Regions from separate parts of the Mus musculus genome. Here region 2 is linked to region 1. The links are chromatin contacts, called in public promoter capture Hi-C maps. All regions are on one chromosome and are shown on one strand. The core of a region is the stretch at or near the end of the contact, and the rest is flanking DNA. Distances in the headings are between cores, read along the strand shown. Region 1 has its middle 110 kb from the start of Dpt. Region 2 overlaps Gm51669 (a long non-coding RNA gene).

What was found. Promoter capture Hi-C pulls out the DNA fragments that hold promoters and counts their contacts.
Region 2: a contact with region 1 is called in a promoter capture Hi-C map of hippocampal neurons, with 5 times the contacts expected there. The contact joins two enhancer-like sites. A contact is called at or near these places in 1 of 39 promoter capture datasets (hippocampal neurons) and 3 of 484 Hi-C or Micro-C datasets (cerebral cortex, forebrain and nephron progenitors).

What each region holds. Positions count from the first base shown.
Region 1 is chr1:164,681,224-164,686,502 of GRCm38.p6, forward strand. No RefSeq gene overlaps it. Among named protein-coding and RNA genes, the nearest start is that of Dpt, 110 kb to the right of the region's middle. Within about 2 kb of position 2,713, at least 26 of the 459 cell types and tissues checked have an H3K27ac peak or open chromatin away from gene starts, as enhancers often do. A contact at or near this core is called in cerebral cortex, forebrain and hippocampal neurons, where this site is marked.
Region 2 is chr1:165,016,645-165,021,923 of GRCm38.p6, forward strand. All of the region lies in intron 5 of Gm51669 (a long non-coding RNA gene), which reads right to left. Among named protein-coding and RNA genes, the nearest start is that of Gm51669, 42 kb to the right of the region's middle. Within about 2 kb of position 2,292, at least 107 of the 459 cell types and tissues checked have an H3K27ac peak or open chromatin away from gene starts, as enhancers often do. A contact at or near this core is called in cerebral cortex, forebrain and hippocampal neurons, where this site is marked.

The sequences.
Region 1 (5,279 bases), core at 1,463-3,962:
TTCTGGATGATGGTCACCCACAGTAAATGCTTATAAATAATCTAGAAAGTAAGTGAAGATACAATTGTTATCATACATAGATCTAGCAAACAAGTACCTGAGTTATTAATATTCCTGAGGTAGGATGAGATTGGAATGGGCTAGATACTCGAACAATATGAAATTCAAATTCTCCTAAAGATCTAGGTGTGAATTAGACTCTTGGAAACAGATTTGAGCTGTTGCAGGCTATTTGTATAGATGGCTTTAAGTATATTCGTTGTGCCTGCTCATTGAACACAATCATGCATATTCTATAGGCACAAGAAAATGCCAGTGTGTTAAGCATGGTGGCCTCCCTTTTCTAAAAAGATAATAAGGATCAAAGCATTATGCACAAGTTCACTGTGACCTGAGGGAGTTAAAGAATCTTCTAGGAGAGATTGACTTCTGAAGAGCGTGCCAAGTAGCACCCCAGAGGCTGCTGAACACCAGGGCACCATTTCCTTCCTCTCAGAAGCCTCTTCTGTGCTGTGCCAAAACTCACATCACTGTAGAATGCGGACGTGACATGCCCGATCCTGAGAGGCAGACACTGTTCTAGGGTAACCTTTTGGAGGCAGCTTCATCTTGCTGCCTGGGAACATGTTTCTTGGCTGTTGCCAAGAACATGGGGAGGAAGTAGGAGGAGCTGTTGGATACCACACGTTGTCTTCATAGTATATTACTTCAATGTCCAATTCTTTTCAGTTTCAGCAGCAGCCTGCCTGGAGTTTCACATTTCAGGTAGTGACTGATGGGACAGGTGGGACTTGCTGCTTCTGGTAAGGAGAGAGGGGTTTATATACTATAGCTGCTATGCAAATTTGCTATGCAAATCTAAAATGCCATTATATCATACATTACATATACTATGATGGGAATAGTAAACGTTGAGTTGCAAAGAAATCATGCATAGCAGCAGGAACAAAACCTAAGATGAAATCGGTTGTGAAAATTGGCTCCCTTAATTTAATTGGAGTTAAGAGAATTTAGAGACCTTGCCTTAACCTAGGGAAATGGGAATGAAAATAGGTTTAGGAGATTAAAGGGAAGGCATTTGGGGATTTATTTAGTAGAAAGAATTAACTCATGGTGTTGTCTACGGTTTGTACAACAGAATGTATTTTCCAAAACACACTAATTCTGCCAGCTAATGTGATCTGAATACCCTGTTTGTACAAGTGAAGAAGTTAGGTATCTAAGCACGGGTCCGTTGTCTATTACCTCTTGTCTAGGAAAGACAGTGTGGGCGAGAAACTGAGACCCGCTCTTCTGGTTCCAAATCCTATTAATGTTTTTCCTGGAATATAGAGTCATTGTTGAAAGTCCTCAGTGTATTTGAATAGGATATGACTATTACGTCATTTCTAGCATGCTGCCTAACTTTAGACCAAAGCACTGGGAACAGAATGACATTCGTGTGGGCTTGAGGGTTTTGTACTGGGCTTGGCACTCTTGTATGGAGGAAGTCATACAAAACTATAACTAGTACCCTGACCTGTACACTGACCACAGGATCCAATATTTCCTATCACTCAGCCTTCCTCTTTCCCCCCTTGGGAGTAGAACAGATTTTGTCAACAAATGTGGTTTGGGCACCGTGCTGGGCACATGGGGAATAGAATAGAGATTTATTGCAAAGCTCTAGATCCCAGGAGCCTGCAAGTGAGACTAATAAATGCCCATGTAGGAAATCTGTGGTGCCAGTTCTCTTAGAAGGGGTGTTTCCAAGAAAGAACAGACCTAAGAAGAGAAACTGCAACAAGCCGGGGACCCTGCCAATGGGCATCAACGAGGAGCTAAGTAGACTGAAGAGGGCAGACACTTATCTCCAAGTGAAGGAACAACATTGGCCAAAGCTTATCAGACACTGGAGCAAGAGAAAAAATGGATTGTTTGACCTCTCTCTTATTAAACATGTGTACAAGTACGTGTGTGTGTGTGTGTGTGTGTGTGTGTGTGTGTGTGCCTGTCTGTCTGTCTGTCTGTCTGTCTATCTGTCTGTCTATCTGTCTGTCTGTCTGTGCATATGCATGTGGAAGCTGGAGGACAACCTTCATGGTAGTTCCTCAGTTAATTCGAATTTGTTTTGTGAGGCAAAGACTCTCATTGGCCTTGAGTTCACCAAACAGGTCAGGCTGGCTTGTTGGCAAGTACTAACAGGCATCTGCCTGTCTCTGCCTCCCCACTAGCACTGGGATTAGAAGCGTAAGCCACCCTGTCAGGCTTCCCCCTCTTTCTTTCATGTGAGTTCTAGGGAAGGAAACTCAGGTACTTAGTCTTGGTTGGTAGATAAGCACATTACTGTCACCCCAGCCCCTAAACAGTTCTTTCACTGGAAGGATTCCTTAAAAAAACCAGACAACTCAAAAGCAGGAACAATGGGAAGAGGTTTTTATCTTTGATGATCCTCCTGCAAATGCTACCTACCCTTGCTCGATATGCCCTTACTGTTGACAAGGATGCTTTTGGAGAGGTGGACCACTCATACTTAGTATATGTGATTCTGAGGGAAGAGAAAGTTGTGGGCAGATAGAAAAGAAGGGTGCAGAGGCGGTAGGTTTCTATCAAACATATTGCCCCATGGGAAGAAGCAGTCCCCAAGATACATGCTCTCCCTGGTCTTTGGAGTCTGGATTCTGTCATTGACCTTCCTCTGGGAGATTTCCCATTTTCTTTCCTCTTCCTTGCTCACTACATACTTTTTCTGCTTATGGAATATCTGGTATTTTTAGCCCAAGCAGTTGCTGTGGCAACCACTAGAGCTGAACATTTTGTTTCCCAAGAACAAATGCTTGCTTAAATATAAAAGCGTTTTTCTGTTGTTCAAAAGAACTGAATTTTCTAGCATGTAATTCAGCGCATGTGAGTGAAATTGACATTTCTCTCCTTGTATGGACTCCCAACCATGGCCATATTCTCCAAGGTTGGGGGAGATAGGATTAATCTTTACACCAGATATTGTGATATTTTTCAAAAAGGAGAATAAGAAATGATTTTATTCTGTTTAATTTGCTCCAATATTTTGGAAGATCTCAACAAGGAGTATTCCAGAGAAGGAGATGGGGGTTGCTGCCTCTTCCTCCGTAAGTGAGGAAGTGAATTCACAGACAACGACAACCTTATCTGGTCCTTCAATAAAGAGATGCCATCTTTCTTGTGTCCAGCTCACCCGCAGACAGTGCTAGTGCTGAAGAAAACAACTTTCTGTTGAATATTTTGACCTTTCTCTACTTTCTAGAAAATTTCTTGACCATGTCTGAGTATTCTTTTGATTTTTTTTTTTATCCCAAGAACACTGCATGCACACATTATAGACTGTAGACTGCAAACATCTCTCTATTTTGGTATCCAAGACTCTAGAGCTTATTCTAGCATCTAGGTTTTTTCCCAAGTACATTGGAGTGTAAGAAACGACCTCCCACACATTTAAATGAGAAATTCTTAACACTGGCTGTGTGAACTCGGGTGAAAAAAAATTCACAATGTTATTTTTGCTAATCTCAAATGAAGATTCATTATTATCCTTCTCTATAAATACAGATAACAAAATTCTGATGGTCACTTTGTAACTACTCTGAGCCTTATTCCATTACCATTGTAAGAGTTATTTAAAATGTTTGTGCCTTTTTATCATTATGTTGAAACTATGGGAATCATCAGGTATATAGAAAATACACAGACAGACATACACAGAATCATACTTACAGACACATAGACACATGCACACATAGACAGACAGACACACACAGAAACATACTTACAGACACACACAAACATAGACACACACACACACAAACATATATACACACACATGCACACACACAGATACACACACATACACAAAAACTCCTAAGCAGTTGTTTTTATGTTGGAAATTACACTTGAATATAATTGTCTTCTATTATAATATTTTATTTTATATACTTAATTTTTTTTTTGAGAAAAAGGGGTTTTCAAGACTATCAAAAGGGGTCATGTCACACCAAACACTTCCTAAAGTCTCGCCTGTTTTCTTGCAGTGACATGCTGCCATTTCTGTATCACTGGCAAGCTCAGGCTTAAGGAATCAGTTCACTGAAGTTTGAATCATGCTCTTCTGTAGCATTACCTGGATCTTGTTGAAAGGAGATGTGGTTTGGATGAGGTATCTCCCATAGGTCTTGTACATATGAATATTTGGTCTCCAGGTGCTGACCCTATTTAGGTAGGTATGGGTTTGCTAGTGGAAGTATGGTCACAGAGGGGGCAGTTTTGAGAGCTTAAAGACTTGAACATTCTGAATTTTCTCTCCCTGCTTCTTCTTTGGTTTGTGGGATGTAACTCCTCGTCTCTTAGCTTCCTGTTTTAATCACTATGCCGGTCTACTACCACACTACCTGGCTATGATGATAGTGGACCCATCCCTGTGGATCTAATGACAATAATTTAATATAAGCTGCTTTGGTCATAGTGTTTGATCTCAGCAATAGAAAACTAATTACTACACTACACCATGAACTACACCATGAAGCTTGCCTTCTTTAGCTGGAAAGATCAAGACTTTTTTTTTCCTGAATAACCTGTTGGTAAAAATTCCCTATCACCCCAGTCCTGCTCTATACTCTATTCATGGTCTCTGAAAGCCAAGAATGTCATTGACATTCAGAGAAAATGCAGAGGAAGAAATGGCATCAGGGTATTATCAAAACTCTGAGGTCAAATGGGAGTATTTGAAGCAGGAAAAGACTTAATAGGGAAGTTACAATATAGGCTCAGAAAGAGGCGAGGGCAAGCTACCAGTGGTTGTCCAGAAATCAGGAAATTTAAAGAGCTGCAGGACAACATCACTGACCTCCTTGGCTGCTGCTGCAGCAGATGGCACAATTCACTGATGGGCACCTGGAAGCCACTGACCAACGTCACACTACCCACTGACTAGGCCCACCCTGTTCACACCATGGCCCATTGCTGCTGCAGGAGCTGTAATCCTTTTGTTTCTCTCCTGCTTTTTCAGCCCCCAGTTTTTATGGTTGGGGTCTAACTCTGAACCGTGCTGGTTGGGATTCTAAGAAATGTAGCTTGCAGGTTGCTGGCCTCAGGGAAACAGGTACAGTAAAGTGGCTGGGCATTGTCTTATTAAGGGCTTCCCATTACTGTGAGAAAAAGACCAAGACCAAAAGCAAGTTGGGGAGGAAAGTTTTTCCTTTTGTTTGTTTTGGTTTGGTTTTCATAAGCTCTCGTATCATACTTTGTCACTGACAGAAATCAGGGCAGGA
Region 2 (5,279 bases), core at 1,042-3,541, 340 kb after region 1:
CCAGGTGGGGCAGCCTCTGGAAGGGCTTTCCTTCAGTATCTGCTCCACTTTTTGTCCCTGTATTTCCTTTAGACAGGAGCAATTCTGGGATACAATTTTGGAGATGGGTGGGTGGCTCTGTCCCTCAACCGGAGGTGGGGGGCCCAATCTATCCTTTTTCCAGCACATGATTTCGCACTGCCCAACTGACAACCTTCTTTGACCAATCCTTTGTAGGAGCATCAGTGAACAGTGAAAGGGATCCAGGTCATAAAGGAGGAATGCACGTGTTCCCAAACGAGGAGGCTGTTTTTAAATGGCCAGCAGTAGACGGGAGAGTTATCGTTCAGTTAGACAACCTAAGAACCAACTCTGAGGCCCCTGGGCATCATTGCTCATGCAGATTGGTCAATTCATAAGTAGAAAATAATTAGATTAGAAGGCCTGTTTAGGTTAGAGAAGGAAGAGAGTCTATTTCCCTGTAACTCTAATAGAGCCTTTTTCTATAAATTATAAACATGAGAGAGAGAGAGAGAGAATAGTCATTAACATTAAGCAGGTCCCTGCAGGTTCTCAATAAAAAGATATTCTGTAGAGATCCACCCAGCTGTTCTGACTTCACACTTCTCAAGTGCAGTGCTTCAGATGAAACACGTAAACATGGGTGGAACAAAGCAAGGGGCAGGCAGAAGGAACCCGCTACCTGGCAGAGGCTGCATACAGCAATGCAGCTGTCCAATCTGACACTCCCTAATAAAAACCACCTCCAAGGCCAGGCTCAGTCAAGTTCCCCACCCAGTGTTGACCAACCATACCTTCTGGGGTTGGAGACTGGTGAAAGGGCCTTGGTTGTAGACCTGCAGGCATGGGTAGGGCTCAGCACTGCCCCCAAGGTGTTCATAGACTCTAGGGTTTGTGGGGAAAGAGACTTCCTTCTCCCCCATCAACTCTCCCCCTCCCCGCCGTTTTGGTTTTTTTGAGACATGGTTTCTCTGTGTAGCCCTGACTGTCCTGGAACTAACTCGGTAAACCAGGCTGGCCTCAGACTCAGAGATCTGCCTGCTTCTGCCTCTTGGGTGATAAGATTAAAGGTGGGAGCCACTACCTTTAAGAGACTTTTTAAAGGGTCCATTTGCTGTCTGAACTCTGAAGTAGCCTCAGAGGTAGGGTGAGGGGGTAGCAGCCATGTGATCTTACATGGCCACTCTTGGAGTCATTTTGACCTCCCTGTACTTATTAGTACTGGCTTTGAAAGAGATAATGCAAAATCCATTCCATGGAGCCCTCCTCTGAGTGAGGAGGGGAACAATGTCCCCAGGCTTTCAGAAATCAGGCTGCACAGTTACCATGGTAACCCTATTATAGTCCGGCAAGTACTCTCTGATGAAAACCTGGAAGCCAAATGGCAAATATGGCTAAGCATTACTGAAAGCCCTGCCGTTTATCATGTGGACCGTGTCATTTAACAATTGCTGAAATAACTCCAGAAGGCCTGACGTCACGAGAGGCTCAGAGGGGCATCCTTCGCCTTCTTGTTTATAGCAGCTGTGGGACATCATACATGCTGGTTTTCATACAAAGACCCACCCCAATCAAACCTTGCTCTTCCCAGTGAACAGGGTTTAAGCTTTGAACAGGTATTTATCAACCGTATTTGTCATTATACGGTCTTGAGGATACAGAGGTGAGCAAAGCAGAAAGTCCCAGTCTGCATGGAACAAGTATTCATTGGGAGTGGTATTGTGCAGGTATATAAAAATGGAGAGTTATGCCTTCAGGGTGGGTTGATGATCTCTAGAAAGATCCTTATAGGGATTGAGTCTAAGGCTGAGGGGTGACCCAGGGATCCTAGAACTCTGTGCTAACTCATATCAACTGGATCAAAGTAGGACGTGGTGGCTTTAGTATTAGAGTATATACTATTATCAAGCAATTTATACTTAGTATTATTGAATTATACAATACTATAGTATTTAGTATTATCTAGAAGTATAGTATTATATATAATATCGTATATTATAGAAACGGTGTATTTGGGGAAGAGGGAACAAGAGTCTCCGCAGAGGCGCACACACTTGTGGGCCTCTTTCTTCTTATTCTGATGATAACTGCCTCAGAATACAGACATTTCACCCAGGAGACGTGAGGCCTTAGCTCTGTAGGGGGCGGTTCTGATGCTTTGATTGGGAATTCCTGTGTGAATGCTGAAGGTCCTGTTCTTCAATTGGTTCTCGATCGATCAATAGAGATACCAGCAACCAATGGCTGGGCAGAGGAGGCGGAACTTCGAGGTTCCCGCAGGCAGGCTAGGAGATGCAAGATTGGAAAGGGAATTCACCTTGTTTCAGAGGGAGAGAGAGTCATCGGCCACATGAGATGTCCGGTGGAGTAGTCATTGGCTGCTTCCCCAGGCGGGAGATTAGAAACGCAACCAAGCTAAGGGCAGATTTACAGTGTTGAGCAATGAGTGAAGGTAAAAGCACGCTGGCTGCGGGAGCCTTAGAAGAGCCCAGCCGCTAAGCCATAAGGCAGGTTCAAAATGAGCTCTGTGTGTCTTTCATCTGCAGGTCCCTCGGAACCAGGGCAGTGGCTGGTAGCACAGTCTGCCTGGAGCTTAAAGCAGGGTAGTAGAAACTACATGCTACAAGCTCTCACTCCGTTCCTATAAAAAGATAACAAACAGTGGGCAGAATCACCAACATAACTTACGTGGAGACCGTCTTTTCCCACAGCTTTTACTGTTTGGGGAACTTTATTTTTCATTATTTCATCAAGTAAAAAAAAAAAATCCATCCTGAAGCATAACTAGATTTTCATAGTCTAAGGACATGTTCAGTCTTTCTTTGTCCCTTTCTGACCCTAGCTTTGCTTGGACAGTAACTGAGCTGCCATGAGAGAATCTAGCAATCAGTGCTGAAAATTATCTAAACACATGAGGGCCCATCCTCATTGCTAACCTAACTAAATATAGAATCACCTAGGAGACGTCTCTCTGAGTGTGTCTGTGAAGGATCTTCCAAAGAGGTTTAACTGGGAAGGGAAGATATGGGTAGCAGCGACCCATGGGCCACCCAAATGCATGGGGGCAGGGGGACACTGCCTTCCTCTCTCTGCTTCTTGACTGTGAGTACAACATAATGAGCTGCTGCACACTCGCATCACCATCATTTCTCATCATAATGGACCACACACCCTCTTAAATCATGAGCCAAAGCAAATCTTTCTTCTTTTAAGTTGCTTTCTCAGCTGTTCTGTCTTCTGTCATAGCAACAAGAAAAATACCGGATGCATCTCTCCTACCTTTACTACAGACCGATCTCCCAATTCACAGAAAATTAATACCAAGACCCTCCGTTCTCTTATGAGCACCATGTACAAGTACCCTATGTAAAATCACCTAATATTTGCATATGAGCTATTCTCATCCTTTTGTATGTTTTAAATACTAAGTTAATATCTAACCCAATGCAAATGTCATGTAAAAATTGATACATTGCCTGCATAGGAAACAATGACAAGGAAGGGGGTCTTAATGTGTTCTGCCCGGACATGATTCTAAAAATATTTCCCATCTACTTCATTCAAAACCCATGAACATGGAAAGAAAGCTATGGTTACCCTTCCACCTCTTGATCCTCACGGTTGTAACAAAAATGCTTCCCCAAGGAGCCCTACTCACTGTTGGTGGGTCTGTAAACTGGTACAGCCTCTGGAGATATCAGTAATGGAGTTTCTCAAAACCCTAAAGATATAATTACCATATGAACCAGCAAAGCCACCCCTGGACATACCCCTAAAGGACTATATAACCTGCCGCAGAAATATGTGTACAGCCCCATGTAGTACTGCACTGTTAATAACAGCCTAGTAATGGAAACAGCCCCCATGTCCATCAACTGATGAGCAGATAATGAGAATGTAAGACATTTACACATTGGGATTTTACTCAGCCATAAAGAAAAGTAAAGTTGTGAAATTTACAGCTAAGTGGGTGGAACTAGAAAAAGTATTTAGCCTTATGGTTAATGCTGATCCCAGCAATTTGACAGGGTCTACAGAGTCTTTGGAGACCAATCTCTGTGTCAAATCCCTAATAAAACAGTCTAAGAGAAAAGGAAAGGTCTATTATCATCATTGTTACTATTTTTGTTACTGTTGGTGGTAATATGATTGGATGTCAGAAGACAACTTTATAGAGTCGGCTCTCTCCTATTATCTTGAAGTTGTTCCAAAGATTGAACCAAGGTACTAGGCTTGTGGGACAGGTGTCTTTACCCACTGAGCCATTTTGCTGGGCCCTAGGAATGCTTATTTTGGTTCACAGTTGCAGAATGTTGGAGTCCATGATGACAGGGAGGCAGGCATCATGGAACTGCTCCATCCACAGTGACAGAAACGAGAAACAGCCGCGGTTCCCACTGTGGTAGGCAAAGAAAGTGAAGCCAGGCTGTCTATACTCACCAAAAACCATCTTTAGTGCCACATTCTGCCTGTGGGCCCCACCTCCTAAAGTCTCCAGTGCCCCACACCGCAAAAAGCCACCAGCTGTGAACAAATGCCCAAGATAGGAGCCAGTGTGAGCCAGACAGTTAAGATTTAAGCCCTACCACTTTCTTCCATCCATCTTTTACTATCTTCCCCTTCTGTGCCCAACTGTTTCAATGCCCTGGGGGACTGGGGGAGGCAAACTTTCACTTGCAGAGAAACCATACTAAAAATAAACCCCAGAGTCCTTTGCAATGCCGTCCTACCTCACTGACTCACATAGTACTTCCTCTCTCTCCCCCACTTTACTCCCTCGCCTGCTGCTCCGCTTAAAATTTCCCAATGCTCCCCTGAGTTCGTCCCTGTCCGTTTCCACGTTGCTCTCAGCCTGCTTTCCTTAAGGAGCCTTATGGGTTGGCAAACTCCTTAGAAGTCAGCTACTTTAACTATTGTGTTTAAATGTTAATTTATTGCTCTGATTTTTTTTTTCAGGAATTCAGCTTTGGCCCTGCTGTTCTCAAGCCCACAGGTCTAAGGCTGGCATGCAACAAACATTTCCTCAATCCTCAAAACTGCTGAGAAACCTTCTTCCGAGTTTTTATGTGTCTCTTATCCCTTTTTAATTAAAAGCGTTGTTCCTCAAAGACTTCTACTCAAAATAAGCATGATTTAATTTAATTTCTTTCTGTCTTCTTTTGTTTAGTCTCTGGTCTGATACCCTTGTGATCATAAACTATTTCAAACGCACCTTGTTTTAGTTATAGTTTGAGTTATCCTTCAGCTGAGTACCTAATTATTAGTAAAATCACCATTTC